Regions from separate parts of the Hordeum vulgare genome. Here region 2 is linked to region 1. The links are chromatin contacts, called in public Hi-C maps. All regions are on one chromosome and are shown on one strand. The core of a region is the stretch at or near the end of the contact, and the rest is flanking DNA. Distances in the headings are between cores, read along the strand shown. Region 1 holds the start of LOC123407569 (60S ribosomal protein L7a-2). Region 2 holds the start of LOC123407688.

Region 1 (3,546 bases), core at 696-3,195:
AACATCGTCTTCGATCTTTTTCGTTTGGAGGGAATACCTAACCGTCTTGTATCTCACACATGATACGTGAACAACTTGACACCAGGTTAGAAAACATAGTGAGGTGTCATCATCACCAAAATACTTATGGTAGGAGAATGCCCTTACAAAGACACTTGGAGATAACCTTGTAGATAACATTGCACTAATTGATTGGCGTGAAATCTCTAAGTGATTGGAGATTCTTGATCTTCGGAATGAGAAAAATATTAGTATTATTAATCCCCTCTGGCATAATTCGAGAAATAAAAAACCGTTCAACAACCTTGACAATATCATCCTTGATGAAAACCCAATTTTTGTGCAAAAAACTCGCAGGAAAACCATCTGGACCCGGTGATTTTAACGACCCCATTTGAAAAAGAGCATCACTTATTTCTTGTTCCGTAAAAGGTTTGCACACATCCTCGTTCATATTATCAGTCACAAGGGGTTTAACAAGCAGAATAATAAGGGACGGATCAACCAAATCATCACATGAATAAAGTTGTTTAAAGTATGAGGTGATACCTTTCATCTCTTCCAAAATTTGAAAAACCAAAAGTGACTATATGGAATATCCATGTGTACCATTGCTAGCTCTATCCACCTTGTTGTTGTCGACAACACCTTCCCCTTGTCGAAGATAGTACCATCTAGATCCTCCTCATGGATCCCTAGTTTTGCCATGAGCTTTGCCGTCTCGTCCACCTTTGCAGCACCATGAGCTTCATGCGCAACCACCATAGTGAAACCCTAACTTGAGAGTGAGACCATCGGGTGTTGTTGCATGCCCTAGAATATCGATGTCCCCACAACAGAGCACCAAGACCCGAATCAACCTGACTTCCCGTCGTGGGAAGGTGCGTCGACGATAGGGAAAGAGACTCCACAACAGAGTGATCGCCCTGGGAGAAGCGAGACCCTAGCCAGACCGGAAAAAATGTAGGAGAGTTGATTAGATTTCTTTTGAGTCATGACAAGAGCTTAGTTTTTTTAGAAACATCTCTAACTTTATTCATACTCATAACAATTACAGGTACACTGATTTGGACCTAAGATCAAAGGAGATACAAAGTAACTCCTATGACCAAGAATTACAATGAAATCCCTTGAATACACCTTCTTCACGACATCAATTTATGCTCTAAAAAATACTCCAAAGATTTCGGTAAAGAGTCCACAATTGAATTGGAGCAACAATGTTGTCACTCTTTCACCACACAAACATTATCAATAATGGTTTTAAAAGCGTCTTCGGTCGTCCATCAGAAAAAAGAGGATCGTATCTCGACCACGGATGATCCCCTAGAAGTGCAGGCCATGGAATCACTATATCTTCACGATGATGTCAATAAAAAATTCCACCTACACAAAGAATCACACGAACAAAAAAAAAAAGCTTGACACATCAGCGTAAACTCATCAGATCAGAATAATCAGACCTGCGAGGACAAAAAACCTCTATAACCTCATGGTACCGTCAAAAGAATGAGAGATATTTTATTCTCATAAAAATATGACGATCACTAGACGTTACGGAAGAACATATAGGTCTTGAGGATCCAAGGTCCTCCCACCTCTCAGCGACAAGATGACAAGTGCATGCGAGGGGACCTAAATTTCTCAGATGGCGGCGGCGGCACGAGAACCCTCCTCTAACTAGACGTACTATTATCTCGAGAGGAGTTTAGATATATATATTTTTAGAAGGAGAGGAGTTTAGATATGGAAAGTAACCTGTGCAAGGCTTGTTTAGATATGGAATGTTACAATACAATTGGGCCACCTGCTAGTTATCGTAGCCCAGCCCAAATCAGGACCTCTCTCATCATCTTCCGCACAACAAGGCCTGTTTAGCCCAACCACGACCTCGAAAACCCTAATCCTCACGACGGACGGTCAGAGCAGCCCGTGCCCACCCCACCCCGCATCCAACGCTCCGTAAGCTTCCCTTCTTATCGAACTAGCCCTTATAAAGGCGCCGCCTGGCTTCGGAACCGCTTCTCCCCCGCCTCCGTCTGCCCCTCGCCGTTGCCCCGCTGACCTCAACCAGCCGCCGGCGAAATGGTTCGCTCCTTGTCCTTTCTCACCCGTCTGTTTCATGCAAAGTCTCGCTTCGTAAATTGGAGTGGCGATGTTTCGTGATGCTTTCTTGGGGCATCCATGGGCTACTTCATTTGGATCTTCGCCGCTGCGGTTCGAGCCACTGATTATCGTGTCTTGATCCGAATCTTGCAGGCTCCTAAGCGAGGCGGCAAGGCGCCTGTCCCGGCGAAGAAGAAAACGGTGCGCATCCGCTCATTGAATCCTGTTCGCCTCCGTTCGATTCGTTCCGTTCTTAGCGCCGTTCGCTGATACGTTGGTTGGTAGTACAGGAAAAGGTGACCAATCCGCTGTTCGAGAAGAGGCCGAAGCAATTTGGCATCGGCGGCGCCCTCCCGCCCAAGAAGGACCTCCACCGCTTCGTTAAGTGGCCCAAGGTTGTGCGCATCCAGCGCCAGCGCCGCATCCTCAAGCAGCGCCTCAAGGTGCCCCCGGCACTTCACCAGTTCACCCGCACCCTCGACAAGAACCTTGGTATACATACAACCTAGCTGTTTATGATGTGTTTTTCTGTTTTCTCCATGCCAAGATCGTACTGATGAAGTAGGAACTAGGGTAGCTACTAGACACAATCATTTGCGCAACATACTCAAATCATAGATAATGTTCTTGCTGTTGTTCTATAGTATTCTCTCATTTGCGTATGTTGTGCACATGGCCACCTACTTAAGTAGTCTCACCTATTTAGTCACTAGCTGTATGTTAACTGATATTCGTTTAGGCCTTGGTAGCACCTCCAAGCTTTTCTAGCGACATTCGAGGCGTGGAATGGTAGTGGTAGACTTGCGACCCTTCTGATGTCAATCCGTTCAAACTGTTTAATGCATGTTTATATCTTTTGATGAATAATCTTTGCTAGTGTTTTTTGCAAGTTGTTATGTCAGTTGACATCAGAAATATGTGTAGAGCCACCACAGGCGGTGTGATCAGTATTGAATCCAATACTTAAGAAGTATGTGCAAGGAGAGGTCTGTCCGTCGGGTTCTGGATGCAATGTGTTAGACTTGGAGTGGGGTTTGAAGGGTCAATCCAATTGAGTCTCTGGGCTAAAGAAAATATATGTATTCCCTTGGTCCCAAATTTCTTGTCTTAGCTTTGTCTAGAAATGGATGTATCTAAATACTAAAACTTGACTAGATACATTCATATTTTAACAAATCTAAGACAAAATGTGTTTGGGACGGAGGGAGTAGTTGGCTTAATTTTATATATTGCAGTACTATCTTGGTTTTATTTTATTTGGGAGGGTGTACCCTGCAAGCCAAGTTTGCCTTGGTCAGGATTGAACTAATCAAACGAAGACTTGTAAAATGTTTCTACCAATCCCAGCTAGTTCCCTAAAATTTAGAAACCCTTTGCCGTTGCACTCTATTAAGGGGTGATATTGTATGTCATTATTACCTTTAGTGGTCAAATCTTCTT
Region 2 (3,546 bases), core at 375-2,874, 390 kb before region 1:
AATACAAGAGATTTAGTTAGTTTTACAGCATTATGGAAGCACAGATGGTGTTGTAAGCTACTAATAGTTACCCCAAAAACAAGGAAACAACTTACAGCAGCTCCTGCAACCTTTGCTTGTGATATATTGCCAACTGACGAACATTATTAAGAGCTTCACATGTCTTGACCCAATCCTTTGAATCCAGCCTTGCAAGCAAAGTCTGTTGAAAATAGAAAATGGAAAACCTTGGGTTATAGAAAGAACTTAAAACATCCAACAAAAAAGCATGAATATGAACAGCTAGAGGCATACACTAAGGCTTGTGTCAACATCAGGAAGATCTGTGAGATTCTCAGAATCAATATATTCAATATCTACAACTCCAGCCTCGCATCCATTGGTCACATCAGGACATGCCGGTACAGCATTTCCTTCCTTCTTGACACACTTGTTCCCGTTTAACACAGGCTTAGAACTGCAGGGTTCCACAGAACTGCCTTTGCTTTTCCCTAGCAAAACTGATTGAGCAGCGTTGAGATCTTGCAATGCACTATCGGACATGTTCACGGTCTGCATTGATTGCCAGAAACAGATATAAGAAGAAAACAAAGAAACTGCTGCCTCTCCTAGCAGTTACATGGAAAAATTGTGGAGCATCTCCGATAAATGCATGGAGGCGTTTTTCATAAATGTACGTTGCAGGCAGTACTAAGTCATTCAACCGAACAACGATATAACAATGAAACTATCCTAAGCAACAAAAAATAGTGCAAGTTAGATGGTTTTAACTAAATTAACTTCACCAAAGCTATACGACCACAAAAGACTCCCACAAAATATGAAAATCAATTCCACTACACTCTGGGCACAGGGTAATATCTGATCTCCTTAATCTAAATTCCTCTGTAAACAAACACTTCATTTCTGTTGGGCAATCATGCGAGGAAATACTTACTAGGTACCAATAACTACTTAAGAACCCAAACCACACGTAAACTAGCTAGAAGCACCGCCACACAGGAATTCACCATGAACTAGATCAGCGACGTGGTAGAGTCAACTCAACAACCAAAGCATCACCGAGCGTAGTAGTAGTAGGTGCGCCGGATTTCACCGACCCTATTTCCGGATGACTACCACAATCCCACCCATGACCTAATATTCATCAGCCTACCACACCGAAACCTCGAGTTCGCACCGAATTCCCAACGATGGACAGATCTCCAAGTCCACCGCTGCTCCCAGCAGCGGCACGAGTGGGTCAAGGCAGCACTAAACACCCCCCGCATTTCATCCACGCTTACCGACTTCGGCGAGATCTAGCCCAGGAAACACCTAGAAATCACTGGGACAGGAAAACGGATCCCGCCGCAGGGGAAGCGGGCAGGGAGGCCAGATCCGAGGAGCAAATGCTGCTGCGGGGAGGGATCGCGAGGGAGGGGTCGGGGGAGGGCTACCTTGGAGGGGAGCGCAGCGGGAGGGAGGGAGGGAGGGGACGACGGCGACGCGGCCGGCAGTGGAAGGCACCAGTTCGCTCTCGCTGCGGCGCGGGGTGGAGTGGGGAGGGGGAATCGGTTGATTGGTTCTTCCCTTTCCTTCCTGCCTGCTGCTGCCGTCCTGGACTGGCCTGGAATGAGGCTGAGGGCTGAGGCTGAGCGAGCGGGCCGTCAAGTTATACTGTCCTGGTCCTCGTGTCGCCTGTGCTGCTTGCTGCTGTGGCGTTTTGGTCTCTTGGACTTGGTCTCCCGAAATTGCATCCAGGGACCTCGGGATGTCGGGTATTGAAAGGGCGCTTAATTTTGGGCGAGGGTTTGTGCTTCCGCATGATTCGCTCGATGTTTGATTTCGATTTGCAGGACTCTGAAAACGCTAGAATTGAAAAGGGAAACATTTATAGACTTCGGTTGGACGCGCATTGTGCGTTCGATCGCATTCATCTTGTGACCGTGCGTCCGGCGTGACTAATCATCTCGGTGTGTCATCAATCATTTTTTTTTCTCATGACAGAACTTTTCCTGTGGTTCTCTTCTTCCTCTAGTTCTTTTCTTCTCTTTCCTGTGTAGGGATACGTTGCAAGCTCACGCGTCATGATAGAACCAATGACGTGTCAAGGAGGATGAGACAAGCGTAAGAATGTGCGGTTGGGAACTCGCAACTAGATTCTGGCGGCTGTTGCAACCACGGGCGGCTCGTGGTGCTAGACCGGGGTCCGGTGATGCTGGAACCAGCAGCCATGGATGCTACAACCAAGAGAGATGGGCACCGATGCTTCAACCAGACATGGAAAAAAGTTTCAACCGGCCTAGGAAAAGTTGCAACCGATGGTGGAAAAAGCTTCAAGAAGCATGGTGGAAAATCTTCAACCCCCATGGAAAAGCTTCAACCGTGAAAAAAAGCTTCAACTCGCATAGGAAAAGCATCAACCAGCGGTGAGAAAAGCTTCAACCAGCATAGAAAAAGCTTCAACCGGCGGTGAGAAAAGCTTCAACCGGGATAGAAAAATCTTGAACCGACATAGAAAAAACTTCAACCGGTGGTGAGAAAGGCTTCAACCCGATTCGGGAAGGAAGCTTCACTTATGGTACAAGTTTCGACCGGTAGTTGAAAAAGCTTCAACCAGCGGTGAAAAGCTTCAATCGACTTTGGGGGAAAAGTTTCAACTCTGCACTTGCCAACGGTGTGAGCGGCGACGTCGTGGGTTGCGGCAGGCAGCACGGCGGTGCTACAAAGGCGGCAACTAGGATGCTGCAACGGGAGAGAGACGTGGATGAAGGGGGGCGAGATGTAATCCAGTGTCGCGATTCAACAACGGCACCCTCGTTGATGGGGTCACCTACTAGTGATAGGGTCATGGACGGGATATGTACGGCCCAACTAGGGCCCCACACGGGCATTAAAGTTTCACGACTACAAATGTATTCACATGCGTACACCGAATCCACTCGGACCCATGGAGTCACTCGGACATCTTCCAACCAGTCGTCCAGTCACCAGCACTGGACAGAGAAAAGGCATGGACGACGTGGAAGCTACAACGACCGAGGGACTTAACACCATACATGAAGTGGAGTCAAGACTAACGTTACAAGTGACGTTTGTTGTTAGGGATGCAACTTCTAGTAAAGCATGTAGTTACTCACATTGGATGCCCTTGTAATGACACACGGCGGGTCCTGGCGAACTCTATTTAAGCCACCCCGAGCTACTAGACAAGGGTTCAGCAATCTGTGTAATCATACACCCCAAGATAAAACATAAGCCTCCGGGCACGAGATGTAGGGTCTTTACCTCTCCGAGAGGGGCCCGAACTCGCTAAATCCGAGTGAGACACATGTGTCGTAGCTAGGCTCCGCCCCTCATTCGTACCCCTATTACTCATTGTCACGATCGTTCTCACGACAATTGGCGCCCACAGTGGGGCTACGCGTCTAGCGATTTCTGGCGCGTGTGAAGTTTTACGAGTCATCATGATGACCCTCGACGGAGAGATTCTGTTTGGTTCCCTCGGCTTCATCGCCGACGACTCGGCGTGGCTGCGGGAAGCTCCGCTGGACACAGATGTGT

The links. Hi-C and Micro-C count contacts between places; a contact is called where the count stands out from the background.
Region 2: a contact with region 1 is called in a Hi-C map of leaf, with 6 times the contacts expected there. The contact joins the promoter of LOC123407688 here to the promoter of LOC123407569 in region 1. A contact is called at or near these places in 4 of 6 Hi-C or Micro-C datasets (leaf and seedling) and 1 of 1 datasets of contacts at active chromatin or transcription factors (embryo).

The regions. Positions count from the first base shown.
Region 1 is chr7H:209,775,041-209,778,586 of MorexV3_pseudomolecules_assembly, reverse strand. It overlaps LOC123407569 (60S ribosomal protein L7a-2), which reads left to right and starts at 1,945. Exons shown (of 7, transcript XM_045100732.1): 1 at 1,945-2,088; 2 at 2,260-2,307; 3 at 2,397-2,598. The coding sequence starts at 2,086.
Region 2 is chr7H:210,169,431-210,172,976 of MorexV3_pseudomolecules_assembly, reverse strand. LOC123407688 reads right to left here and starts at 1,624. Exons shown (of 6, transcript XM_045100876.1): 1 at 1,440-1,624; 2 at 295-552; 3 at 96-202. The coding sequence starts at 543.